Regions from separate parts of the Mus musculus genome. Here all the other regions are linked to region 1. A link is a contact called in public HiChIP or PLAC-seq and promoter capture Hi-C data. All regions are on one chromosome and are shown on one strand. The core of a region is the stretch at or near the end of the contact, and the rest is flanking DNA. Distances in the headings are between cores, read along the strand shown. Region 1 holds the start of Atp5g2 (ATP synthase, H+ transporting, mitochondrial F0 complex, subunit C2 (subunit 9)). Region 2 holds the start of Smug1 (single-strand selective monofunctional uracil DNA glycosylase). Region 3 holds the start of D930007P13Rik (Riken cDNA D930007P13 gene). Region 4 holds the start of Zfp740 (zinc finger protein 740). Region 5 holds the start of Rarg (retinoic acid receptor, gamma). Region 6 holds the start of Mfsd5 (major facilitator superfamily domain containing 5). Region 7 holds the start of Espl1 (extra spindle pole bodies 1, separase).

Region 1 (3,466 bases), core at 411-2,910:
CTGTTGCTTCCTAAAGATCCCGGTTCTGCCCCTGCCCAGGTCAACAACTGGCACTGGAGGGAGATTTGGGGACCTCAGGAGAACCTGCGAGCATCCTAATCCAGCTGAAATCCAAGGTTTAGGAAAGGCGGGGAGTCCTCCACCCTCTTCTTCCATTTCTCCCCACACTTTCCCTCCCTTTCAGGAGCTCAGGGCCATAAAAATGCAGATGGAGGATCGGTGTGAAATAACGGGCCCATATAAATCCCTCTGCCGCCCGCCTGCAAGATGGATTGGCCGCATTGAAATTCCTCCGCGAGGATAATTAAACTCGGGGCCTCATCCGGGCAAAATTACATTCCTGTAATGGCGTCGCTCGGGGTCCCGGGAAATTGCTCCGTGGGCTTTCAGCGGCGGTTTTTATCGCCGGCCGGGGTGTGCCTGGCTGCGGCTCGCCTCTCCTCCGGGACCGTAAAGCTGCTGCCGTGATTTATCCTCCCCTTCTCCCAAATCCGATTAAATGGAGGAGCTTGGGGCCGGGGCGCCGCGGGGCCGGGGGCCGGGAGGGGGTGGCGGGAAGGACGGGGCCAAGGAGGGGAGGACAAACGGCCCCTCAGAGGGTGGCGGATTTGCCTTTATTTACAGCCGCGGCTTTCTTTTTATTTTTTTATGGGGGTTTGGTGAGCTCTTCCCGTCTTTCTCGCGCTGCGTCCAAGCACCCTAACCGGACAGCCGGGCTAAGGGGCTGGGTCAGCCTTGCAGCCGTCTGCTAGGCTCGTGCGTTCCTGCGTGTACACAAAGGCCTGCTCCAGGACTAGCGCAGGAAAGCCCCCGCCCACCGCCACTGGGGGAGGGACGGGCGAAAGGGCAGTGAAGAAAAGTAGGGGCTTGCTTGGGGAGAGCACCTCGCAGGCGACTACTTATTCCAGCTCGCCCCCCAGCAAGTCCGACAGGAGGTAAACTGGTCGCCTGGGGTGACTTCGCACCCCTACTGCAGGCCACAGGTGCGGTTATCCCTAATTGATCCCAGGACTCACAAAAGGGAGAATCAGGCCTTGTTTACCCCCCCAGTCTTATGACTCGAAGATGCTGGGTTTTTTTCATGCTTTGCTCATCAACGAGATAGGGAAAACAAAAATAAAAATAAGTTAAAGCAGAAACTGCCATGGCATTTTGCTAATAGCATTGGGCCAGTTCCCATCTCCCACCCAACGTTGCCAGTGTCCTGAGGGTGACAAGAAGCCAAGAGTTCTGTGATTTTATTTTCCCCTGCTACATTTTAGGCACTGAACCCCAATCCCTACTGTATGCTATAAACAATTTCCGAGTAGACTGGGTAGGGTGTTTTTTGGTTTTTTTTTTTTTCCTTAACTTTGCGCATGCTCGGAAAGGGGACTCGAGTCCAAGACTCCAAAAATGCTGTGCAGTCCACAGTTCCACCACGTTGCAGATCAGCAAGAGTTGGCGGCTCTTCCGTGCACGGTGGGCTCCTTTTGCAGTTTCTCCTGTTGGACGCCAGGTGGAGTGCTTGTCCCCCAAGACACCACCAACCTGGCAGAGGGAGCTGTGGCGTCCCGGCCGATCCTCTAGCTTGTGTCCACTCTATCCATGGAGAAAAGCGACTCGTTGGCTCCGGCCGCGCATGCGCAGAGCCTTCCCTCGCGCTTCCCGCGCCCCCGCCCCTCTCTGTCTTCTCTGCCCTGGGAGCAGGTAAGGCCTTGAGGCCTCGCGTCCTCTTCGTGCCGCGCAGGCGCGCGCAGCAGTACCCCTTGCGAGGACGCGTGGCCGCCCTGACCTTGCTAGCTCCCACGCGGGTCCCTGAGCCCTCGCGGTCCCGGCATCCCCACGCGGAGGGCTACCCCTTCCTCGTGCCGATGACCTCTAACCGCGCGGGCCTGGCGCCATCTTGGGTGTCTCACGGGGGTTGGGGGCTCTGCGGCCGGCGAAAGGCAGATGCTGGCGAGCGTGTTCTCTCCGGGCGCGAACCAAGGCTTTTATGGGTGCTCTTCGCTCACCCACACGCCTTTCACCATTGTCATGACCCCAGACTCTCCCCTCCTACCTTTGCCTCCCCTTGTCATCCTGAATCAAAATAGCCTTTATTTTTTATTTTTTTGAAGCTTGCAGACTTTGAACCTCAGGACCTCTGGCGCAGTCAAGCTAGTTCACCGTCCAAAGCCATCATCTCCCTAGTCAGCATCCTTCAGTTTGAAATAAACTGAACGTGGTAGAGAGTAACAGAACAGGCTAACCGGCCTGTGCACAGGTGGCAGGAGTGAGGCCTGAGCGAGGCCTGTTCCCTTAGAAACTGGTTGCCTCTAATGAAGGCCCTGACATACTAATGAAGTTAGAAATAAAATCTTAAATGGTGGAAATGGAGGTTTCTGTTAGGCAGCAAGCCCAGAAGATGGGAGCAATACGAGCTTTAGAATTTATACCTGCCAGCTAGTGGGAAGGTTTAAGGAACGGAATGGTTAAGTGGGGAATTCTCATTGTGGAGGGTTTCATTGCTCTGGTGTGGGCTTGCCCATATTAAGTGACCACTGGAAGGGCTCGCCGAATGATACGCTTGGGTTTATTACACACCAGCAACAGATTATACTATTCCATATGTTTGTAAACTATTAAATTTAATTCCCCTACTTTTTTTTTTTTTTAAGAATTGTTTACTGAGTTCTCTGCAAGCAAGCAGTGGGTTGGGCAGTAATTAGAGTATTGCCAGAACTACATTTTATAAGTTACCATGTTAAAACTTGTTTTTGGAAAAACGTCTTCCATTTTATTTTGGCTTCTTGACTCTAACCCACGTTTACCTCAAATTTATGATCCTTCTGCATCAGCCTCCCCAGTGCTAGGATCACTTGCACATACCACCATGCCTAACTTCAGACCTCCCTTTATTCACGTGTATGGTGACATGTATGCATGCATGCTGAGAGGTTAATGTGGGGGGCATTTCCACTCCACCCTCACCTTTCGAGACAGGATGTCTTACTGACCTGAAGCTCATCGACTCTGATTGCAAGCCAGTCAGCTTCAGGCCACCTGCTTCCATAGGTACCCAGCGCACGGGGTGTGGCAGGCACCATCATCTAAGCCATCAACCCAGCTTAAGCCTCTATTGCAAAAGTTTTAAAGAAGTACTGGGTTTCGACTCAATTAAACCTGAGTAGGTGGGCATCAAATCTGGGTTTAGGTTGCATAAAGACAAAAGGGAGGAGTTTGTTACAGGGTCGCACTGTGTAGCCAAGAATTCACAGAGCTCTGTCTGCCTCTCTGCCTTCTGAGTGCTGGGATGATAGATGTGTTCCACCGAATCCAGCAAAAAGTAAAGTTTTAGATAGAGCCAGCCTGAAGACAAACATTGGTCTAAAAGTAAAATTCAGGATTTACAAGTAGCATATCTGCCTTGGACAGGTTGCGTCCAGTGTACTTAAGGGAGTAGTGTTTAACAGGCCTATACTTTGAGCATCTTAGTTTATGGGCT
Region 2 (3,466 bases), core at 556-3,055, 490 kb before region 1:
CCACTGGAAGAATCGGGTAAGCCAAAAAATTATGGGGGACACAGGTATCTGAACGGAAAATGAAGTCTATAATTAATTCCTTGCATCCTTCCACCAACTTCTTTTTTCTCTTTTCCTTTTTTTAGACAAGATTTCACTTATCTCAGGCTGGCCTCGGATGTGATATGTAGCAGAGGAACTTCCTGAATTTCTGATACCCCTTCCTCCTCTCCCAGAGCTGTGGTGTTACATACAGCCCTCCTGTCTCAACAGGCTCTTAGGATTCTTAAATAACAAGACAACACTATGGTGAGGTTTTGTTTGTTTGGAGACAGGAAAATGTGCAGAAAACAGAGATAGAGAGTCCTGTTCACGAAGTTTACTTTTCTTCATTGCAGAGGAAGTAGAGATATTGAGGTGTGCCCAGGGGAAGATAGAGGCACCTAGAGACAGAAAGCAAGCCATGGAAGAGGTGAGCGACAAATCGTACAGAAAGAAAGTGGCAAGACCCAGAGGGACAAGGCTGCTGTGCACTACAGCTCAGCAAGTAAGGGGCAGCCTCGATGGAATACAGGTGAGTGATTCCTCACCTTGATGCTGGATGGTCACTACTCACAACAGCTGCACCCACTGCTTTTATCTGGATGCTAGAGCAGTCTTGGGAAAGGCATTGTGTTCTGGGTTCCCTGGTCTTCTTCCCTAGCACCCATTGGGGACTTTGCTTTGGTGATGAGAGCCCTGGCTTCCCCCGGCATGAGTATTGGGGAAGGCAAGGGACCCAGAAGATATCTACCCATGGAAGATTCCAGTTGAGTGAAAAGTCACAGTGAAATGTCCAGTTAGATAGGAACAAAGCAGGGTGTGAATGGCTTTGGAAGTCAGTGCTGAGGGGCTAGTTAGGTGCAATTAGGGATTAAAGTTTGTTGGAGAAGGCTTCCTGGGAAGACTATTGTAGGAGAGTCTGGAAAGATGGGATGTGTTATTTATATATGTCTACTTATGAGGGCCAGGAGACATAAGAGTTGGTAAATAAACAAAAATCTGAGTCAGGACGATCTTCCTTACTAACCTGGGTGGGCACCACCAACCTGTTCAGAGTCCAGTGCAACCAATGACTAAGGAAGGGCTCTTAACACAAAGGGCTTCCCTGGTTCTCCAGCTTACAGGCAGCAGGTCCCATAGGGCTGTGAGCGTATTTCCACAATACATCTCCTCACATTGATAAAAGGATGGTTTTGATTTTGCTTCTTGGAGAAACCCAATTCAGGATACAGGCTGGCAGATGTCAAGGCAAGAGAGAAACAGATTAAAATGGCGAGGCTGTGGATTTAGATGCTAATGCTAACAGGGATGTTCACTGTCAAAGAGGTAGGTGCTGAGAGAAATGCCTTCGTGGATATTTGTTTGGTTGTTTTGTTTTGTCGAGTCAGGGTTTCTGTGTAGCCCTGGCTGTCCTGGAACTCACTCTGTAGATCCGCCACAACCACACGGTTGCCTCTTTGGATGTTATGTAAACAGTTAATGGCCCTTGGAGGGCTGCAAAGATGATGCCTTATACCTCGGGGCAGCAAGAGGGAAAGGTCTCTGGTGGATGAGGTATTGGGGATGGCTGCAGAGTCCAGATGGTTGTGACGTCTTGATGTAAATCATATTATTAAACTACAATCCCCAGCGACCCGTGGAACTCTTTTAGCGAGTTTTCCGGGGATTTGGCATTTCCGGCGGAAGCAGACGTCGCTAGCCATTCTTCTTATTTAAATGCTGTCGACTACAACTCCCAGTGCCCTCCGCGCCAGGACGAAGAAAGGAAGCGGAAGCTGCATGGGGAGCTTGTGCAGGTGAGGGAGTAGGGGGCTGGATCTCTGGGAAGGGCGGTGGGGGCTCTCGGAGTTCCGGAGAGGTAGCCGCTCTGTGACTCCAAGGCCTACAAGGGGCCCCTGTGAGCCCTGCAGCGCTGTTTTGATTTAAATCCTGTGGATTTCTGTACCACCTACAAGGGACAGCGGCTAGCTAGTGGCTTGGATTCTTATTTTTGTTTTAGGTTTATTTATGTTATTTTTTATATATGGGTGTTTTGTCTGCACACCAGAAGAGGACATTGGATACTATAGGACTGCAGTTTGACTCTTGCAAGCCGCATTATGGGTGCTGGGAATTAAACTGAGAACCATTGAAAGAGCAGCCAGTACTTTTACTTAATGAGCCTCCATCGCACTGTGGCCTGGATGTATCTCAGGGTTGCCCTTTGTTTTTTAATGTAATTTGAAATGTGTGACATGTTTCTTAAGGCATTTTGCTTTTTGAGGGGAAAAAATGCACACACACACACACACACACACACAAAAGGCTCCTGATCTTCTCATCTTTCCGCCTCTACCTCCTGAGTGCTGAGCTGATAGATACGAGCTTCTATACCTGGTTTACAGTGCTGGGGATTGAACCCAAGGCTTCATTCATCTTTGGTATACACTCCACTGAGTTGCAGCATCAGGCATTGAGCTTATGGCTGTTGGTGACTTTAGGGAGGACTGTCAGACTTCCTGCTAGGAATTTTTTTTTTTTTTTTTTGATTTTTTGTCCAGGACAGCAAAGCTCAGATTATATCTGTCCTCTTAGCTCTTCATGGCTTATCCCAAACCTGTCTTATATCTTATTTTGGAGTTATCCCCCCAACATATGAGGGACTCAAATATTTAAGAAATAAACAATTGCTGGAGGTAGGTTGATGGTTCCTATAGAGAAGAGCCTTAAAGTGATTTGTGCAAGAGAACCTTCTTAGATGTCTTGGCTGGTAGGGCTCTTGCCACCAAACCTGATGACTTATATTCATTCCTCAGAGCCTTGACAGTAGAAGAGAACCAGCTCCCAAAAGTTATCTTTTGCCACATGAGTTGCTAAGGTGTGCTTGCTCTCCCTAGTAAATAAAAACAACTGTTAAGAGAAAGAACCGTTTAAGAGAGGAAACCAGGACTAGCATTCTAGTTAGCCTGTGACACTTGCTACCAGATGAACAGTGAAAATAAGCTCTCCTCACTTCTGTGCATGCCTATCCTTGCTGTCTTCAGCCCAGAGCAGACCCATCTTAGACCTGAGAGAGATCCCTGTGCTGTTTTTTCTAATATTGGTTCTACACAGGGACTTGCAAAGCAAAGGTCCCAGAAAACCCAGTTCGCCACACCGTCCTCAGCTTTCCAGAATGTTCTGGGAGCCTGTGTGGACAAACCAGATTTCTAGCCTGCTATGGTGACACATCCAGGTAATCCCAGCACTCGGGAGACTGAGGCAGGAAGAAGGCCACTGGTTGGAGGTTAGTAGGTCTACATCTTGAATTTTAGGACAGGCAAAGCCATGTAGTGAGACTTTGTCTCAAAACGCATAAGATAAAAATAAAGTCTAAAAGAAAGAAGGAGGAGGAGGGAGAGGAGGAAGCAGCAGAGGCAGTGGGAGCTAGTGATGTAGCTTAGTGATATACTATTATTACCATCAT
Region 3 (3,466 bases), core at 640-3,139, 480 kb before region 1:
CTGTCGACCAGGCTGGCCTCGAACTCAGAAATCCACCTGCCTCTGCCTCCCAACTGCTGGGATCAAAGGCGTGCGCCACCACTGCCCGGCTAAATAAATAAATCTTAAAAACAAACAAGCAAACAAACAACAACAACAACAACAAATGGTACTGGAAAGGCAGCTTGGTCATAGTTGAGGCCAAGAGCTAGTAGCAGAGTGGGAAAAAGAATAGAGATTAGAGCTTGTGGCCTATCTCAAACCAACTTTCAGCTCTCCTAGTGTTCCTATTTAGAATGCCAGTCCCTCTCCTTCCCTCCGATATTTCCCCAGAGAAGTAAATTCAACTGGAGCATGAGACATTGAGGTTAGACACATGGATCGACTGCCCAGCAATGGCCATCAGATGATGCAGAAATAAGTTGCTTAGGGGGAAACCAATTGCTTTTCTTTTCAGAAGCCTGATTGTCAGCCTGCCTGAACCTACACTTTAGCAGACAAGGTTGAATTAGCCTGTGTGTGAGGATACTTTCTCTTCTCTGATTGGGCCCTCATGCTCTCAGATACAATGCAAGCAGGTCAGCTGCAATAGAATCTCCCCCACCCCCACCCCCCCGTACATTTTGCCTGTTCTTCTGTCCCCACAGCCCCGCTCAGATCCTCAAGTCTCCGGGCCCTGCTCGCAGAAGGGATGGCGGAGAGCCCAGAATGGTCCTCTGCGGGGACCTGTGCCAAGCCAGGTTGCCATTTCCATTTTCATTAATTGAAGTGGCGTAATCCTGATCATCTCAGGTCAACAGTTAACTGTTGCTGGCTGGGAGCCTGTGGAGAACTGCCTATGCAGGACGTGCTCTCCTCCCTAACCTTAACCCTTGACCCTAACCTCCACGGTGCTGACTTCTTAGCTAGCTCCCCACCTCACACACATGGCCAACCTCACCTCTTGGGATTCCAGTTTCTATCCTCTCAGGAAGGCCCTCCTGGTGTCTATCTGCTATCCCGCTTGTTGTAATTGGGACTCAATTTTCTTTCTTTGTTCGGTTTAAAAAACATCCTTACAAATGCAGTTGCCTCTTGAAGCTTCCTGTGCTGTGGTTTGGGAGGACAGTATGTCGCTGAACAAAAGGTTTTGTTTTCCAACCCTGAATAGGCAAAGCAAATAGGTGGTGGTCTGGCTGAGTGTAAGAGTGAACACAGGCTTCCCTTCTTACTCAGCTTTGGGGAGGGTCTCTGCCTTACCCTATGAGGGTCATGCTTTGGCATCCTTTCTGCCCATGCTTGGCAGTGTCGCTTTGTGAGTGTCATTACCCCGGGAGAGGTCAGGTGATGTTTTGTCTTGCAGCATGAGTGTGTTAATACACATTTGTGTACTTCTGTGGTTCTAGGGACCATATTTGTTTGCCATTCTTAATCTTCCAGATGGACACTGGTATAAGTGAGTGTAGCCAATTTTTGCTGCTGCTATGTCTTTGTGCGTCTTCAGGATGTGTGTGTGTGTGTTCGTGCGTAGCCTCTTAGTTTTCAGTCTTCATAGGCTGATGTCTTTCTGAGTGTCCTCTGGCCGGGTTCAGAAGGGAGGGAGAGAAGCGTCGGAGGCAAAGGATTGGGCAGGAGGGGGTGCGTGGCAATCTGTGACTCGGAAAACAGACGTGCAGCGCGTGCGGGGCGGAGGCGGGGGCACTCTGGCCCCCAGCTCCTCCGCAATCCAATTAAATAACATTTAAATGCATAACCAGCCCGCGCGCCGATGAGGCTGGAGATTGGAGCGGGCGCGGCGGCGGGCTGCGCGGGCGGCGTTTTGTGGAGCTCAGCGATTCTGGCGGCAATTTCCCCGCGCCGCGCGGCTTTTACGAGCCCGCTCCCGGCGCCCGCCCGCTCCGCTGAGCCCGCCGCCTCCGCCCGCCTCAGTCTGCCTCCGCCCGCGCAGCCCGGCAGCGTGTGGTCCTGCTGCCCGCGCCGCCCCGCCTGTTCCTCTTCGGAGCTGTCCTGGGCTCCTTACTTCCAAAGCCTACCTACCTTAATCCTTTGGACAGAGCGCCCAGCCCTCAGTGCATTGCTGCTTTTCACCTGCTGGCTGCATCCACCTCTGACCTGGACCCCTTTTGGCCTGTGCAATTCCGCTCTATCTCTGGGTCACTGGCTCTGCACAGCTTGTGTTTCTCTCTGCCTCAGTTTACTCTCTTAGGCCTCCTGTGCCCTTTACCTTGAGCCCTTCCCTTTCCTCTTCAAGCCTACATCCTAGCACCAGAGTAAGAGGCTTGAAGGAGAGGCAGAAGGTGGTGGTAACAAGTGCATGGTTGGAAGAGGTGGCTTCTTCTCTGTATCCTTTCAGCATAGAAAGGACCGGCCTGTTCATTCAGGACCATCAGACGGCTCCTGTCCAGAAGTCCTGAGATTGATAGATGTGGGTCCATCAGCCCTGAGGTTAGTATGAAAGGGGCCACTTGCTGAAGAACCAAGAGCAGCCCCACCCCGAGATCCCTGATCTTCTGAAGACAGAATCCCAGGAAGACAGAAAGCAAGACAAGCCATTTCATGTCTTGTGTGGTACCCGACTCCCCTGTTTCATCTTCCCGTTCCCTCCCTTGCATATCTGTGTTCTGCCCCCCAACATATGGAACCTGGCATTTACCATATGCTGACGACCCAGGCAGATTTAGGGAAGATCTTTCCTGGCAGACAAACAGCAAGGGGAAACCCTCCTGCGAGCAGTCTGGCATGCTGGAGGAATGGCATTGAGGCCGGTATGGCTGGAGCAGGGAAAATAAGGAAGGGAATGAGCTGTGGCTTCTAAGAGGTCACAGAAAGCTAATCACGATCATGTGGGGACTAATGAGTCACAGCTAAACTTGCACTTCCACTCTGAATGGACAGGGAGCCATTGGAGAGTCAGGGCCTGAGAGTGATATGCATACTCCCCTTGACTACTCAATGCTGTCATGTTGAGAATGCAGTGGGAAACAAGGACGTCCAAGAGTGCACTGTAGCAGCAAGGAGAGAGTGGGGCCTGGATGAATGTTGCAGAGTCAGCTCGGGGTGGGGGTGGGGGGTGGTTGCGGTGAGTCAGATGGGAACCGTGGAAGCAGCATCATCAAGGAAAAACTAAGAGGTTTTTGTGTTGTTTTGTTTCCTACCAGTGACCAGAACATGGAACTTGTCATTACCTGGTATCATGGAATACCAAGGAGCTGGCATCAGGAGACATGCTTTGGACACATTTAGTGTGAGATGCCTGCTAAAGATCCAAGTAGAGGAGGCTCATGGGTCTTAGTTTCCTGTGAAGACTAGGCTGGCGATAGAGATTTAGGAGTCCTCAGTGATACTGGGTGTGATCCTTCAGGGGTCCAAAGACAAGAGCACAGATACTTCAATATTGCAACAGAATGGAAAAAAAAAAAAAACTGCTGAGGAGGATTTGGGGGAGAGATGTGGGATGAGGACTCTTGACTTGGCCATTCCTCATTCTGAGCAGCCCTCATTGGTCGTT
Region 4 (3,466 bases), core at 273-2,772, 470 kb after region 1:
CTTCACGTACCAAAAGTACACCGGGTACAAGGTGCTTTGCCAATGGCCCATCAGTGCCTGTGACGTGATATATAGCCTACCTCCTTCATTTGACTGGAAGCTCCCTGAAGGCAGGGGCTGTGGCCTGTCTCCTTTCCTTCCTCTAGATCTCCCCCTGGCGCTTAATACAGAGCTCGGCTCACTGGGGATGGTCAATACTGTTGGCTAAGGCAGAATTCAAGGGTGACACTGCAAAGAGGCTTCCCAGTGAACGGTCTTGAAGGAGGACTCGAGAGCTTTTTACCTGAGCCATGCTGACTTCTCACTTAACGAACCCAAAAAGTTCAGAAGTTCTCTGTCCCAGTTTTCCTTAAGACACTGGTTGTCTGAAGAACCGTCACCAAATCACAGTAACGGCTCCTCCCCGTTCTTTCAGTTCCTTTGCCATATTGAACTGTCTTCTCAAAGAACTCGGTGTCCTCCAAAAGGAAAACAGGTGTCCCAAGAATCCGCAGTCTCTCTCTGACTTCTGCCTCTTGTCGGAAGAAACGAGAGTCTACCAGTCTTGGTTTCCAAGTTGAATTCTCTTGGTGAAGCTCTAGGTCTGTTCCAGAAACCTGAAACCAGAAAGGGAGATGAGGCCCTTAGGTGTAACATCTTCAGGCCAAACAACGATCGAAGCTCCCTCAACTTATTTTGCTGGGCGTTCTGAAGCTCAAAAGGAGGACATGAGTCGAGAGCTTTCTTTCTAGGTCAGTAGAAGAAACTGGCCTCCTGGGCCGAAAGAGCAGCCAACGGGAGCAAAAGTAAGTTGGGCCTCCTATAGAGAGGATCTGCCAAGAGAGTAAGAGCTGGGATTTGCCATCTTAGGAACGGAAGAAGGGGGCGGAGGCCCTTTGGGGCTTTTGTGCGGAGTGGGCCGGCCTGCAAAGCTGGCACTCCACAGACGAGGGCAGAACTGTGTTGGAAGGAAGCTCGGGAGGCCTCCGCCGAGCGCCGGGGTGGCTGGCAGTGCCCGCACGTGAGCGTCGCTCGGAGTCCGCCCGAAGGTTCGTAAATTCGCCGCCGCGGAGGCGGAGGGCGGGCGTGTGTGCGCGCGCTCTGCAGGCAGCCGCAGCGCGCAGCCCCGGGAGCGCCGAGCCGCGCGCGACCTGCGTGCTCGCGCCCGCGCTTCCCCCCCCCTTCCCGGGCAAGGCCCCCTCTCCCGGCGGGGCGGTGGGGGGCGGGGCGGCGGCGGCCCTCCCCTCGCGCCCCCTCCCTCCGCCGCGCGCCCCTCCTCCGCCGCGCTCCCCTCCCCCCTCGCGCGCGGCGCCCCACGGCCTGCGAGCTGCTGTCCGCCCGCTCGCCCGCCCGCTCGACGCTGCCTCCCCGCGGCGCGCGCCTACCTGCCTGGCGCGGCCTCCCGCCGTCTCCTCCGCCGCGCGGCGCCCCCTCCAGGCCCCAGGCACCCCGTGCCAAGCCCGCGGCCGCCGCTCCCCGCGTCGGGACCGAGGCAAGTTTACAAACACCAACCCGGGGCCCGTTTCCCCGGAAGCACTTCTCCGTCCCCCTCCCCCTCTTTGCCAAGCGGCCACATCCACTTCCGGGCTCCGGAGCCGGGACAGGAGGGGGGGCCCTCCGAAAAGGGGTGAGGCTGGGGACGCGCGGAGAGCTGCAGCTGGCGAGCGGGAGGGGGACGGCCCGGAGGACCGGAGGAGGGTGGTGCGAAGGGCGGCGCCTGCGCCGTGGCGCGCGAGCGCCCCGGCCGCCATCTTCACTGAGGGCAGCTCCCAGGCTCGCCTGGAACCTTTAGGGAACCTTTAGGTACTGAGTGTTCTTTGAGAAGGTTCGCTAGGTGCGCTGGTTGATTCTTGCAGAATCTCCGTCTCTCTCCTGACGCCCCAGGTAGAAGCCGGGACAGTTCGTACCTCTGATCTTTTTTTTAAAGCTTGGTGAGGTCTGTTTTTCCGGTGCCTGCTGCTGTGGGGTGCAGACCTGCAGACTGAGGTCAGCTGGGAGGAGAGTTGAGCCGTTGCGCAGTCCTGCGGTACACACTAAACCACAATCTGCATGTGAGTCTCAGTGAGTTCCCTCAATAGCCAAGGCAAACGTGCTCCGGCCCCGCAGTCTTGACCTAGCCAAACTAGGCTTCCTTTCAAGAAAAGGCCTTTTTTCCCTTCAGTGGACTAGTCTTGTTGGAGATTTGGAAGTGCGTGTTGTCCTCTGGGCCAGGCCCCCTTTGGAAATTTGAGCCTATCCTCGAATACTAGCGCCCCACTTGTAGCATTAGAGAGGAGTTCTGCTAAAAGATAGGACTATTCTAAGTGCACACTTGGCAGAAGGAAACGTGAATTCCACTTAAGTCCCAGTTTCTATTCTAACTGCTGTCTGGTGAGTTTAAGTGACAGTAAGACACTATCCAAAAAGCATATGGATTCCTAACCACAGTCCTGTACCTTTTACACCACTAAAGTAAGTTCCATTTCCCTTAGGGTCATTCTGAAACTGACATAAAATGGAGAGACATGTCACCAGGAATGTTTTTAAAACAAATGTAGGGACCTGAAGAGATGACCCAGCTGTTAAGAGTGCTTGCTGGGAAACTAGGACCAGAGTTTGGATTCTGTTTTCCAGGTTAACAAGCCTGCTCTGACAAAGGTGGAGACTGGAGAATCCCCTGGACTTGCTGGATTCCACCTTAACTGAGAAAATTAGAGCCCCAGGTTGGGGAAGAGACCTTGCTTCTAAAGGAATAAGCAGTCCAGGTGTGTACAGGCTCTTGAACTTGCATGGACAGAGTCACATCAGAAACAATCATACAGTTTTAAACATTAGCTTAAGCAAGGGAGTGTAGCCGGGTGTTGTTGGCACACACCTTTAATCCCAGCACTTGGGAGGCAGAGGCAGGTGGATTTCTGAGTTCGAGGCCAGCCTGGTCTACAGAGTGAGTTCCAGGACAGCCAGGGCTACACAGAGAAACCCTGTCTTGGAAAAATAAAAAAACAAAACAAAAAACAAAAAAAAAAAGCAGGGGAGTGTGACAAATATCTTTAATCCCAGCACCTGAAAGGCAGAGCAGGCCAATCCCTGTGAGTTTAAGGCCAACCTGGTATACATAGCAAGTTCTACCAGCTAGAGATACACAAACTTTATTTATTTATTTGTTTGTTTGTTTATTTATTTTAAAGATTTATTTATTTATCATATGTAAGTATACTCTAGCTGTCTTTGGACACTCCAGAAGAGGAAGTCAGATCTCATTACGGATGGTTGTGAGCCACCATGTGGTTGCTGGGATTTGAACCACTGAGCCATCTCTCCAGCCCCCACAATCTTTAGAAAACAAAGAACCACCTAATCCATTGCCAGTCTATAGAATACAAAACTACATAATTTTTTCTTCTAGCCAAGCTCTTGAAGATAATCACTCTTGTTATTGTTTCTTATTACTAGATATTTAAATTTTTTGTTTTTATGTGTGTATGCATGTGTTGCTTACGTGTATGTC
Region 5 (3,466 bases), core at 360-2,859, 410 kb after region 1:
GAGGGGGATTAGGGCCACATTCCCAAACCGCAGCTGGGCCCGCCCCTCCTTCCGCCAGCCACCACCAGGGCAGGGCAGGAGGGGTTAATTTTGCAGCCTCCTGGCAGGATCCCTGCCACACAGGCAGCTCACTATCCCACCCCAGCCTGAATGCCAGGGTCCAACTCCCGGACACACACCCCTCCCACACTGCTAAGAGCTGCTCCCAGGGTAACCGGCAAAGTCAACAGCAGTCAGGCCACCTGGGGACGGGACCCTGGAGTACCTATTCCCAGCCCTGGAGCGAAAGGCAGAGTTTCGTCTGTGCTCCCCCCCTTCCTCCCCCACAACGTCTCTGGTCTCTTGGGATTGCCACAGCAAGCCTCTCTTTCCCCTTCTCCTTTAGCTGATAATGGCTACCCAGAAAAGCCTTTCCCAGGAGGGGGATGCCTGGCCCCTAGGGTGACAGCAAGACCAGAGCTGAGTAATTCCAAAGTGGAAAATGTGATGTGATTCAGGGGCCCATTCCCCAGGTGCTGGCCACTCTGGGAGCGTTGCTGAGGATGGTCCTTTGGGCTAGTGCCTGGCCCAGCCCGTCCAATGAGCTTTCTCCTCTTCTGGAGTCGTGACCATCCCTGTGAGAGTGCATAGGACTTCACTTTTCTCTGGCTCTGTGCTCTGTGGTATAAAGTCAAACTATTGGCTTCCCTCTCTAGGTTCGAGAGCCTTTCAGCCTCGGTTTGTTTGGAGACAGAGAATATCCCTATTAGACACAGACTTTGGGCTTCTAGAGACCCAGCGTCAACAACATTCGTGGCGCATCTACCAGGCAGCCAGGCAGGCCTCGCTGGCTGAGCCAGACACACACCCTCGCCTGGGCTTTCTCCCTCACACCCAGCGCAAGGCTCCTCCCATCCCCCCTCCTCCCTAAAGTTCTTTCAGCCCTCCTCCCAGCCAGCCTCTCCCCCTCTAAATCCAAGTCTAAAGGTGGGGACGATATTGGCAGCGAGAGACCCACGCGCTTTAACTCCTGGAGTCAACTTCAGGCAGAATGAGAGGGAGGAAGCCTGTGAACCCAATTCGTAGCACCTTCATCGTAACCCCCACTAGTTAAACCAGTTTGCTCCTAGGCCATAGGACAGAGAAGGCCAGAGGAAGGGATACTGCTTTGACCTGCAGGTGGAGGTTAACTAAGAAAAGGGGACAGTGCCTTCTCCTCTGGTATACTCCTGCCCCATCACTCCACGTCTTGGCAGTGTCCAAGTCTCTCACTGCCTACCCTGGGAGGTACCAGAGACCGGCCTGGCAGAATACAGCGTGGCTAAAGACAACTCAGTCTCCCCAAATGGCTGGAAGGGGGATAGCGCCAGAGAGAAAGGGTTGGCATCATGGAGCCCAGGACACTGACCTCTGCCAGCTCTGCCCGGCCTCCCGGGGATGGAGCCACGGAAGCCTAGCAAATGGGAGGGGCAGAGACCCAGGCGTCCTGGGCCGCCCCGCCCAGTCCTCCCCCCCCCCAGCCACCACCCCCCCCAGCCCCAGGGCACCGAGGAGGGAGCCGGGCAGGGGCAGGCGGCAGGGGAGGGAGGAGCGAGGGCGGGAGGAGGAGGAGGGAGCCAGGCAGGGAGGGAGGTGGGGGGGGTAGGGAGGGAGAAAAAGAAAGAAAATATTTTCCGTGTCCCCGCCTGCGGAGTCAGTGTGCGGTTTGGGAGAAAATGTGTCGGATATTTTGGGGCGGTCACGTGGGCGGGCGGGCTCCGAGAGGCCCCGGGATTGTCCCAGCCTAGAGCCGTGCCCCCCTGAAGCCCCCCATTACCGCGAGTCACTAACACCGCGGTGCTCCATCCCCGAGACCGCCCGACGCCGGGACCTCGGGGCTCTGCGGCCTTCCTTCCCCCGCCCTCCCCTCCAGGTGAGTCAGGCGGGGAAGCCGGCTCGCCCGCCTGGCCGCCCTCCGGCCGCGGACGCCGGGGCTCCTCTGCTGAAATGAGCCAGGGGCGGGGGCGTCGGGAGCCTTGGGGTCCTTTCCCTCCGGGGGTGGCCAAGCTGTTAGCCGAGCTTATGCGGAGGCTTCCTGCCCCAAGTTGGGGTCAGTCGTGACCCGGGAAGAGAAAGGGGAGATTTTTTTTTAGACAGACTGAGGATGGGCCGGGTTGTCTGCCCTTGATTTTGGTGAGTATTGAAGGAGAGCATTTAGGAAAGTCTTGGGCAAGCGAACCAATGTTCCTGTACTCGGAATGTCAGAGAAGACGGGTTTTCCTCCTCTGGGAAAGGATGGCATTCTTCCACCGGAGTGGGGCGGGGGCATACTGAAGGGTGGATCTGATGGTCCAAGTACCCTTTCTCCAGTGGATTGGCAGGGCTCTGTATGGGGACTAGGAAAGCTCTAGCAAGTGTCTAGGTGGGTAAAGTGGTCTGTGGAGTTTGGACTGCAGAACCTGGATTCTCTCTGATCTATCCCTTACTGCACAAGTGAGCCAATGAAGGGGAGCTCTTTTAGAATATTCTCAAGGGGAGGCCCCAGTGGAACAAAGCTAGAGTTATAACGCCCGGACAGGTTCAGGAGAGCCCCTGTCCTGGAGTGCCACTGACAGCGCCTCTTTCCTTTCCAGCAGTTTCCACCAGGTCCCTCACCTCAGCCTGGCCCAGTATGTAGGAGGGACTCTCTGCAGAGGCCAGAGGGTAAGAATATGCTTAGTTGGTGGTCATGGGGATGGGGCAGCAGGGATGTCTGTCTCGGGGAGGGAACTCAAGGACAAAATGCTCAAATAATTCCCTCTTGTAGGGCTTAAACCCGGGGCAGTTGGGATCCTACTCCTCAAATTTGAGGCTTCTGCCCTTATGGTTATTCTTCGGGTACTGAGTTAGGGTTTGAGGACCACAGCCATTGTCAGTAAGGATACTTAGAGGGGGTCAAGGGGAGTGTGTGTCCAGGGTGCTCGGAGCTTGGTTATCCCAACACACACACACACACACACACACACACACACACACACACACACACACAGTGGCTTAGAACTGGTAGGCAGCATAGGACACGCCCCCCCAACCCCGGGGCACACCCCCACCTCTGGCTCAGAAAGCCACCTAACTGGCACCTCCAGTTCCCCCCTCGGCCCCACCCTGCCCGTGCCCTCTGATGCCCACACACATTCCACTGGCATTGCCTGCCTGCCTCCTGGGTACTGCCCCTCCCTGGGGCCAGTGGGGTAGAGGGAGGGCACCTGAGGATTCAAGGTGGAGAATCAAGGGTCTAGACTCCCCCAACAACGGCACGGAGCCAGGGAAGCTGGGTCCACTGCTGTCTCCTGGAGAACAGGCTTGGGGCTCAGGATAGGGCAGAGGATGCCTGGGTTCTCCTCCCATTCTGGAGATGGGGTCATGGAAAAAGGTGGTCGTGTTTATACAGAGGGGAGGGGGGCAGCGGGTGGAGAGCAACTGACAAGAGCGGCTTTGTTCCAGGCTCTGGAGCGGGCAGGGCAGCAGG
Region 6 (3,466 bases), core at 640-3,139, 390 kb after region 1:
GCACTCGGAACCAATTGAGAACCCCGGCCTGCTCTGTCTCGGGGATCACTTTCCTTCGCAGGAAGCTCATACTGGGAAAGTAGAGCCCGCAGGCCAACTCAATAAGTAAAAAGGCAATGAAGGACTCCACAGGATTTTCTTGGCCTGGGCTGGTGGAGAAAGTCAACATGAAGAGAGAGAAGACGACAATGAGGACAGCAAGGGAAAGCAGGTGCATGGGCTGAAGGTGGTACCTCTTGGAGGTAGCGATGCGGTACAGCGAAGAACCCAGAAGGCTGGCAGCCATGAAGCTGGAGAACACAATGCCCAGTGGGGCTCCGTGTGGGTCTAGCACAGGTGTCCAGAGGAAGACAAAGATAAAGATGACACTCTCAAACAGCGCTTGTATGACACCCAACAGCAACACCCGGCGGTCAGACAGCAGGCAGCGCAGGCCTCCAGCACAGGTCTTGGAGAAGGCACGCTGACGGTCATAATTCTCTCCCCAGTTTCGTAGAGCCAAGGCCCCAGTCAGAGCCAGAAGAGGGATGGCAGCCACAAAGGGTGCGACCGGCCCCAGCCCTATCCAACTAGCCACGGCCTCCGCTGCCACACCAGCCGCCACAGCCAGCACGTGGTTCCAGAAGGCGGCTCGGGCAAAGGTGGCTGGGATCCACTCGGCGGGGAAGTCATGCCTCTCCACGTGCTCGTGGATGTACCAGGCCTCAAAGGCTGAGAAGAGGAGAGCTGTGGACAGCCCACCGAGTGCTCGGCCCACCAGCAGCACGAAGTAGTCCTGAGAGAGCTTGGTTATGCAACATAGAGAGTAAGTGAGGGAGAAGAGGACACAAGACTTCTTACGACCCAGCCAGTCCACAAGGGAGGAGGCCACTAGGCCAAAGAGGACCGTGGAGGCAAGGCCACAGACGTAGAGGATAGCAATCTGACCCTCCAGGAAGTGGTAATGCTGATAGAGTTTATACAGGTAGGGAGCTTGGAGCCAGTCCGCTGCCAGGGCCAGAAAGTAGACTTGATAGAAGTCTAGTTGAAACTGAAGGAAGGAGGGGTTGCTGCAAGCTCTTCCAGGGGGCCTGGCTCTGCATCTTGACAGCTCCAGACCCAGGCAGGAGGCCAGGAGGCCCACAAAAGACAAATAGGCAGTCACCAGCATGATGGGCCCCCGGACGACCTGGGGAGAGAACGATGGCCACAGTCACATCCATAATCCAGGTAGCACAGTCGAGGAGTTAGGTGTCTAAGCAGAGGGCAACTCCACCCAACTGCACTGTCAATTTCTCTCCCCCAGAGCTGAGACTGGAGGGACCAGTTGGGTGGGTGGGAGGAGTGGCTGTCTCCTAGGACTCAGTGGGGCGGGGGAGGGTGACAGTGGGGAGAGGCCAGAGCACTCGCTCCACCCTTGCCTGGTACAGCAAAGGGGACTCCTTTCAGTAATCTCGGTCCCTCAAGTTCAAAAGGGGCTACTGCCCATCTCCATGATAGGTTCTGCAGGCTTCTTGTACCTCCCATCCTCGCTGATAAGCCAGTTTTGGAGCTCAGTGTCTCCACATCTATTCCCGAGCATCCCTTCCGCCCGGGCCGGCCTCTCCAATGCTTCGCGGTCACGCGCGCGCACCGCAGGTTCCCCGGCTATGGGTCACGGCTGACCCTCCTTGCGCCCCCTAGCCTCAGCCGAGCGTCCCCTCATCCGCTCGCACCTCGCCCGGCCCCCATCTCACCTGCTGCCCCGGTCTGCCGGGACGCTCCGGACACGTCCGGCTCCAGGCCGCCGGGCCGCCCTCCCCGCACTGGCTCCGGCTCCGCTCGGGTTCCAGCAGCGCGCCCGCCCCTCACAGCCTGCTTCCGGGAGCCGGGCTGGCTCGTGGCCGCCGCCATGATAGCCCCGTCACGTGACGGGGCGCGGCAGGAAGCCACTCCCCCTCGTGGCGCCCCGCCCAGGAGCGGAAGAGCCTATGGGGCCCGGGATGCTGGAGCGGTGCGCTGTTCTCTTGGGCGCCTGAGCAGGCGGGTACCATAGGGTCCTCCAGCTGGCCAATATCCGCGGGGTCGTCCGGAATGAAAGTGTATTTTCTGTTTTCCTCCAGGAGGAGAAGGAAAGGTGCCGGCAGTCCCTCAGAGCCAGCGGATACCACGTGCTAATGAACTCCGCTGCCCTAAATTGAGCTGCCCTAGGGTTTGGACCTCCCCTGACCTCCCGGCCAGCAGTCAGTATTGTCCAGACACCTGAGGGAGGCGGTGTGGTGTAAAGCCGGAGTCCGGCTGCGGAAGCAGTGACAAAAACTTAAGCCCTGGAGCTGGACTCCCACCTCCTGCTACCTAGGATCTGCTTTTTCTTGGAATGTTAAGTTTCAGTATTCAATATTATGTCCTGGAGACCCCTGCAATGGCTTCCCTTTTCACTAAGGATAGAATCCAACATCTTTCAAAAGACATGCAAATGCATCTGTCCGGGACTTTTTGCTATGTCCATGACTTTATCTGCTACCACGCGGCCTCCTGTCTACACCGGCTCCCACCTGGGCCTTTGCACACTGCTTCCTGCAGAGTTCCCCCCCAAGATAGTTACCTTCTTTACCGCCAGAAGTCATGTTATTATTAGAGAGGACCTCTTTCTTTCTTTCTTCCTTTTTTTTTGGGGGGGGGGGGTTCAAGACAGGGTATTTCTGTATAGCCCTGGCTGTCCTGGAACTCACTTTGTAGACCAGGCTGGCCTCAAACTCAGAAATCCACCTGCCTCTGCCTCCCAAGTGCTGGGATTAAAAGCATGCGCCGCTGCCACCGCCTGGCCAGGACTTCCCTTTCTTTCATGGTGTGGTGGCTCATGTAGTCCTTGCGCTTGGAAAGCAAATAAATAAATAAATAAATAAATAAATAAATAAATAAATAAATAAATAAATCCTAGCGAAAATGCTCCATGATTAACAGGTTAAGAGCACTTGCTGTTCTTGCAGAGGAGAGGCAGAGGGGTGGAAGATCACTTGTTACTGCTTTTGAAGAGTAATATGCAGAGTAGTTTTCACAATTGCTTGTAGCTCCAGCTCCACCAGGGGAGCTGACTGACCTCTTCTGACTTCTGAGACCTGCATGAAACTAGTGAGAGTATAGTCACTTAGGCACACACTCATGCACATAAAATAAACTTTTAAATAAAGTAAATCTTTAATAAATTAAAAAAAAAAAAAAAAGCAGGGCTGGAGAGGTGGCTCAGTGGTTAAGAGCACTGACTGCTCTTCCAGAGGTCCTGAGTTCAATTCCCAGCAACCACATGGTGGCTCACAACCATCTGTAATGGGATCTGACACCCTCTTCTGGTGTGTCCGAAGACAGTGACAGTGTACTTACATATATGAAATAAATCTAAAAAAAAAAAAACAAAACAAGCAAAGACCCTAAGAAGTCTTTTTTAGCCATCCTCTTTTTCACAAAAAAGGGTATTATTTTTTTTGGAAGGATAGGGTGGGGAGGAGTT
Region 7 (3,466 bases), core at 528-3,027, 370 kb after region 1:
CTTGGTGACACAGGCCTGTGTGAAGGCAAAAAGACAGAAGAAAAGTTCAAGAGCTTCCTGGGCTTGAGCGAATGAGCACTGTCTCAAAATAAAAAAGTGAAAACAGGCCGGGCAGTGGTGGCTCAGGCCTTTAATCCCAGCACTTGAGAGGCAGAGGCAGGTGGATTTCTGAGTTCGAGCGAGGCCAGCCTCATCTACATAGTGACTTACAGGACAGCCAGGGGCTATGTAGAGAGACCCTGTCTCAGAAATCTTTAAACATATATATAATATTTAGATAATATATAGCTTACATATTTCATACTATATATTATATATGCTTGTATATAACATATGAAGACATAGATGATATGTTATTTTTAAAAGTGAAAACAGATATAGAGATATAGCTCCGTGGTGAAATATTTTCCTGAATGCATGAGATCCTGAGTTCAATCCCCAGTATGGAAAAAAAAAATTTTTTTTAATTAAAAATTAGAGGGCTGGTGAGATGACTCAGTGGTTAAGAGCGCCAACTGCTCTTCCAAAGGTCCTGAGTTCAAATCCCAGCAACTACATGGTGGCTTCACAACCATCCCTAACGAAATTTGATGCCCTCTTCTGGAGTGTCTAAAGACAGCTACAGTGTACTTACATATAATAAATAAATGAATAAATAAATAAATAAAATTAGAATGTAAAATTTACTATAAGGAGAATGATAAAACGTAAACAAAAACCGATGTATAACTCTCCCAAACGGAGAACATAAACCAGAGTGTCCTTAGGAGATGATCACATTAGTAGCCCTAGGGGAAAAAAAAATTTTTTTTTTCAAAGACAGGGTTTCTCTGTGTAGCCCTGGCTGTCCTGGAACTCACTCTATAGACCAGGCTGGCTTCGAACTCAGAAATTCACCTGCCTGTGCCTCTCAAGTGCTGGGATTAAAGACATGTGCCACCATTGCCCGGCGGAAAAATAATTTTTTAAATAAAAATAAAAACAATAAATAAAAAGGAAAAGGAAGCCGGGCGTGGTGGCGCAAGCCTTTAATCCCAGCGCTAGGGAGGCAGAGACAGGTGGATTTCTGAGTTCGAGGCCAGCCTGGACTACAAAGTAAGTTCCAGGACAGCCAGAGCTATACAGAGAAACTCTGTCTCGGAAAAAAAGAAAAAAGGAAAAGGAAAAAAACACAGATAATCTCAGAAACTAGGTGTGTCCTGAGCCATAAAGGGTCCCACCTTCAAGTCAGGCAGCAGCTGCTGGGTCTCCTCCTTGCTGCAGAGCAGAGTGGCGAAGTTGACTCCTTTGAAGTTCCTCATGGCAAAAGTCTAGATACAACGAAATGGTTTGTAGAAGCCTGCGAAGGGTTGTAATGGAAATAACTGGAGGAAAGAAGGGATTGAAAGTTGTAGGAGGATTCAAAGGATGAAGCAGGCAAAGAATCCCACCAGAAATCCTATGCGGGGAGAGGCCGATATAAACTGGGCTCCCGTTACAAACTGACAAGTCCACTGTTCCTTCCTCCAGGACGCTCCTTGTCCTCAGTGTCCCACCAGGCCACCGCAGGGGTCTCCACAGGGTCCTGGGCGCCGAGCACACCCTTTCGGGGGCCGCCGAGCCTCCGCAGAAACGCCCCGTTTCTTCCCAGGTCAGCAATGGGAATGTCACTTACCGCGGCTTGAGCGCGCGCTCACCAGACCCTCCGTGCCTTAATTCCCTCGAAGCTGCCGTTCCTCACCGGCCTAGCAGCGTCCTCCAGCCCGAGCTCCACCAAGCACCGGGTGGGCACGCTTCGTTTTCCGCGCCAGCACCTCCTTTCAAATATCCCTAGTGACCAATCAGCGAGAAAGCGTAACGCAGGCCGGCCGCGTGGCGCTCTGGGAGTTGTAGTTTATCTGCCGCGCTGTCTGTCACGTGTTCCTGGAGGGGCGGGTACAACTCTGGACCGGAAAGACTCTGGGACACAGTCTCCTTCTTCAACCTCAGTCAATTACAGTCATTTCGCAGTTGGGTGGTCAATCACTAAGTCTTTCTTGCCTTTATTCCCTGAGCTCAGGCAGGATTTTAAATTTCAAGAGAATTAAAATAAGAAACCCACATGGCTTGCTTTGCGTTACTAGGAAAGAAAAGGTGTAATAGCCTTTGATGTATTTTTTTGTTTTTATTTTTGTTTTTTGAGACTGGTTCTCACTACGTGATCCTAGCTGTCCTGGAACTTGCTAAATAGACCAGGCTGGCCTCTAAGAGAGATCCACCTGCCTAATGCTGGGGTTGAAGGTGTACACCACCACACAGGGTCTTTGGGATTCTTTAAAACTCTGACTTTGTGGAGAGGGACACTGAAAAGGGTGCAGGGACAACCTCCGGGTTCTCCTAGGTTCTCCTCCCTCCCAAGTTTGGATTCCAGCCTACATCTTACATGGGTTGTATAAGAAAGGCTATAGAGTTGAGTGAAGAGTAAAGGGAAGAATTCATTGTGAACGTTCACAGTCTTTTGTTTTGTTTGTTTTTTGAAACAGGGTTCAAAATACTGAGCGTAGGGATTTCTGAGTTCCAGGACAGCCAGGGCTACACAGAGAAGCCCTGTCTCAGGAAAAATCAAAAGAAAGAAAGAAAGAAAGAAAGAAAGAAAGAGAGAGAGAGAGAGAGAGAGAGAGAGAGAGAGAGAGAGAAAGAAAGAAAGAGGGAGGGAGGGAGGGAGGGAGGGAGGAAGGAAGGAAGAAAAAGAAAGGGGGAGACATAGGAAGGGGAGGGAATAAGAGAAAAAACTGACATCTCCCCCACTAGAAAATTTCAGCGTGGGAATGGCAATATTTAATGCAGACACTAACAATGCCGAGCTTTTTTCTCAAGTCAGGGGCATAAGGAAGAAGCAGCCATCCTGGAAATTGACCACCTTTATCTCCTAGCCATGGCCCCTCTCCCTTATCTGCCTGCCTACCAAGTAGTCTAACTCCTGCTCTCTCAGATGCACTATAAAGTCAAGGGTGGTACCAAACATCACCCACCACCAGAGGGTAGGGAATACTTACTAAGGAGGCTGAGGAGCTAAAAAAGCTTAAAGTTCAAAGGCAGCCTGGGTTGTCTAGTGAGACCTCGTCTCAAAATCAAAACAAAACAAAAAATCTTTTTAAAAGCGGGCCTGGGGCTGGAGAGATGGCTCAGAGGTTAAGAGCACTGACTGCTCTTCCAGAGATCCTGAGTTCAATTCCCAGCAACCACATGGTGGCTCACAACCATCTGTAATGGGATCTGATGCTCTCTTCTGGTGTGTCTGAAGACAACTATGGTGTACTCCTACACATAAAAGAAATAAATAAATATTAAAAAAAAAAAAAGCGGGCCTGGAGAGATGGTTCAACAGTAAACAGCAATGGCTGCTCTCCCAGAGGGCCTCTGTTCAATTTCCAGCACCCACATGGTGGCTCACAGCTCTCTAACTCCAGTTCCAGGGATCTGGTCCATTTGGGTAGCAGACACAGAC

The links. Promoter capture Hi-C pulls out the DNA fragments that hold promoters and counts their contacts. HiChIP or PLAC-seq counts read pairs in DNA pulled down with a chosen protein or histone mark.
Region 2: an H3K27ac HiChIP or PLAC-seq map of trophoblast stem cells shows a contact between it and region 1, with 4 times the contacts expected there. The contact joins the promoter of Smug1 here to the promoter of Atp5g2 in region 1. A contact is called at or near these places in 10 of 39 promoter capture datasets (the C10 cell line, the HPC-7 cell line, the SN4741 cell line and 5 more), 1 of 15 datasets of contacts at CTCF or cohesin (embryonic stem cells), 4 of 484 Hi-C or Micro-C datasets (the G1E-ER4 cell line, LSK cells, erythroblasts and 1 more), 21 of 115 datasets of contacts at active chromatin or transcription factors (craniofacial prominence, embryonic basal ganglia, embryonic forebrain and 12 more) and 1 of 9 other capture datasets (liver).
Region 3: a contact with region 1 is called in a promoter capture Hi-C map of liver, with 4 times the contacts expected there. The contact joins the promoter of D930007P13Rik here to the promoter of Atp5g2 in region 1. A contact is called at or near these places in 5 of 39 promoter capture datasets (the HPC-7 cell line, cranial neural crest, embryonic stem cells and 1 more), 5 of 115 datasets of contacts at active chromatin or transcription factors (acute myeloid leukemia, embryonic basal ganglia, embryonic stem cells and 1 more) and 1 of 9 other capture datasets (macrophages).
Region 4: a promoter capture Hi-C map of pre-B cells shows a contact between it and region 1, with 2.9 times the contacts expected there. The contact joins the promoter of Zfp740 here to the promoter of Atp5g2 in region 1. A contact is called at or near these places in 1 of 39 promoter capture datasets (pre-B cells) and 2 of 115 datasets of contacts at active chromatin or transcription factors (bone marrow-derived macrophages and memory CD8 T cells).
Region 5: a promoter capture Hi-C map of neural stem cells shows a contact between it and region 1. The contact joins the promoter of Rarg here to the promoter of Atp5g2 in region 1. A contact is called at or near these places in 4 of 39 promoter capture datasets (hippocampal neurons, liver, neural stem cells and 1 more), 1 of 484 Hi-C or Micro-C datasets (uterus) and 4 of 115 datasets of contacts at active chromatin or transcription factors (epiblast stem cells, large pre-B cells, memory CD8 T cells and 1 more).
Region 6: a promoter capture Hi-C map of pre-B cells shows a contact between it and region 1, with 3 times the contacts expected there. The contact joins the promoter of Mfsd5 here to the promoter of Atp5g2 in region 1. A contact is called at or near these places in 2 of 39 promoter capture datasets (cranial neural crest and pre-B cells) and 2 of 115 datasets of contacts at active chromatin or transcription factors (epiblast stem cells and pancreatic cancer cells).
Region 7: a contact with region 1 is called in a promoter capture Hi-C map of pre-B cells, with 3 times the contacts expected there. The contact joins the promoter of Espl1 here to the promoter of Atp5g2 in region 1.

What each region holds. Positions count from the first base shown.
Region 1 is chr15:102,669,241-102,672,706 of GRCm38.p6, reverse strand. It overlaps Atp5g2 (ATP synthase, H+ transporting, mitochondrial F0 complex, subunit C2 (subunit 9)), which reads left to right and starts at 1,660. Exons shown (of 5, transcript NM_026468.2): 1 at 1,660-1,689. It overlaps Mir688 (microRNA 688), which reads left to right and starts at 841; the gene lies at 841-915.
Region 2 is chr15:103,161,623-103,165,088 of GRCm38.p6, reverse strand. It overlaps Smug1 (single-strand selective monofunctional uracil DNA glycosylase), which reads left to right and starts at 1,805. Exons shown (of 6, transcript NM_027885.3): 1 at 1,805-1,817; 2 at 3,115-3,286.
Region 3 is chr15:103,145,251-103,148,716 of GRCm38.p6, reverse strand. D930007P13Rik (Riken cDNA D930007P13 gene) reads left to right here and starts at 1,889. Exons shown (of 7, transcript NR_045743.1): 1 at 1,889-2,403; 2 at 3,117-3,202.
Region 4 is chr15:102,201,701-102,205,166 of GRCm38.p6, reverse strand. It overlaps Zfp740 (zinc finger protein 740), which reads right to left and starts at 1,522. Exons shown (of 8, transcript NM_001289691.1): 1 at 1,365-1,522; 2 at 81-596. Csad (cysteine sulfinic acid decarboxylase) reads left to right here and starts at 115. Exons shown (of 18, transcript NM_001359126.1): 1 at 115-1,028; 2 at 1,907-2,030; 3 at 2,593-2,723.
Region 5 is chr15:102,255,665-102,259,130 of GRCm38.p6, reverse strand. It overlaps Rarg (retinoic acid receptor, gamma), which reads left to right and starts at 1,609. Exons shown (of 10, transcript NM_011244.4): 1 at 1,609-1,891; 2 at 2,592-2,661.
Region 6 is chr15:102,277,879-102,281,344 of GRCm38.p6, reverse strand. It overlaps Mfsd5 (major facilitator superfamily domain containing 5), which reads right to left and starts at 1,889. Exons shown (of 2, transcript NM_134100.4): 1 at 1,716-1,889; 2 at 1-1,168. The coding sequence starts at 1,150.
Region 7 is chr15:102,294,604-102,298,069 of GRCm38.p6, reverse strand. It overlaps Espl1 (extra spindle pole bodies 1, separase), which reads right to left and starts at 1,777. Exons shown (of 31, transcript NM_001014976.2): 1 at 1,655-1,777; 2 at 1,221-1,310. The coding sequence starts at 1,301.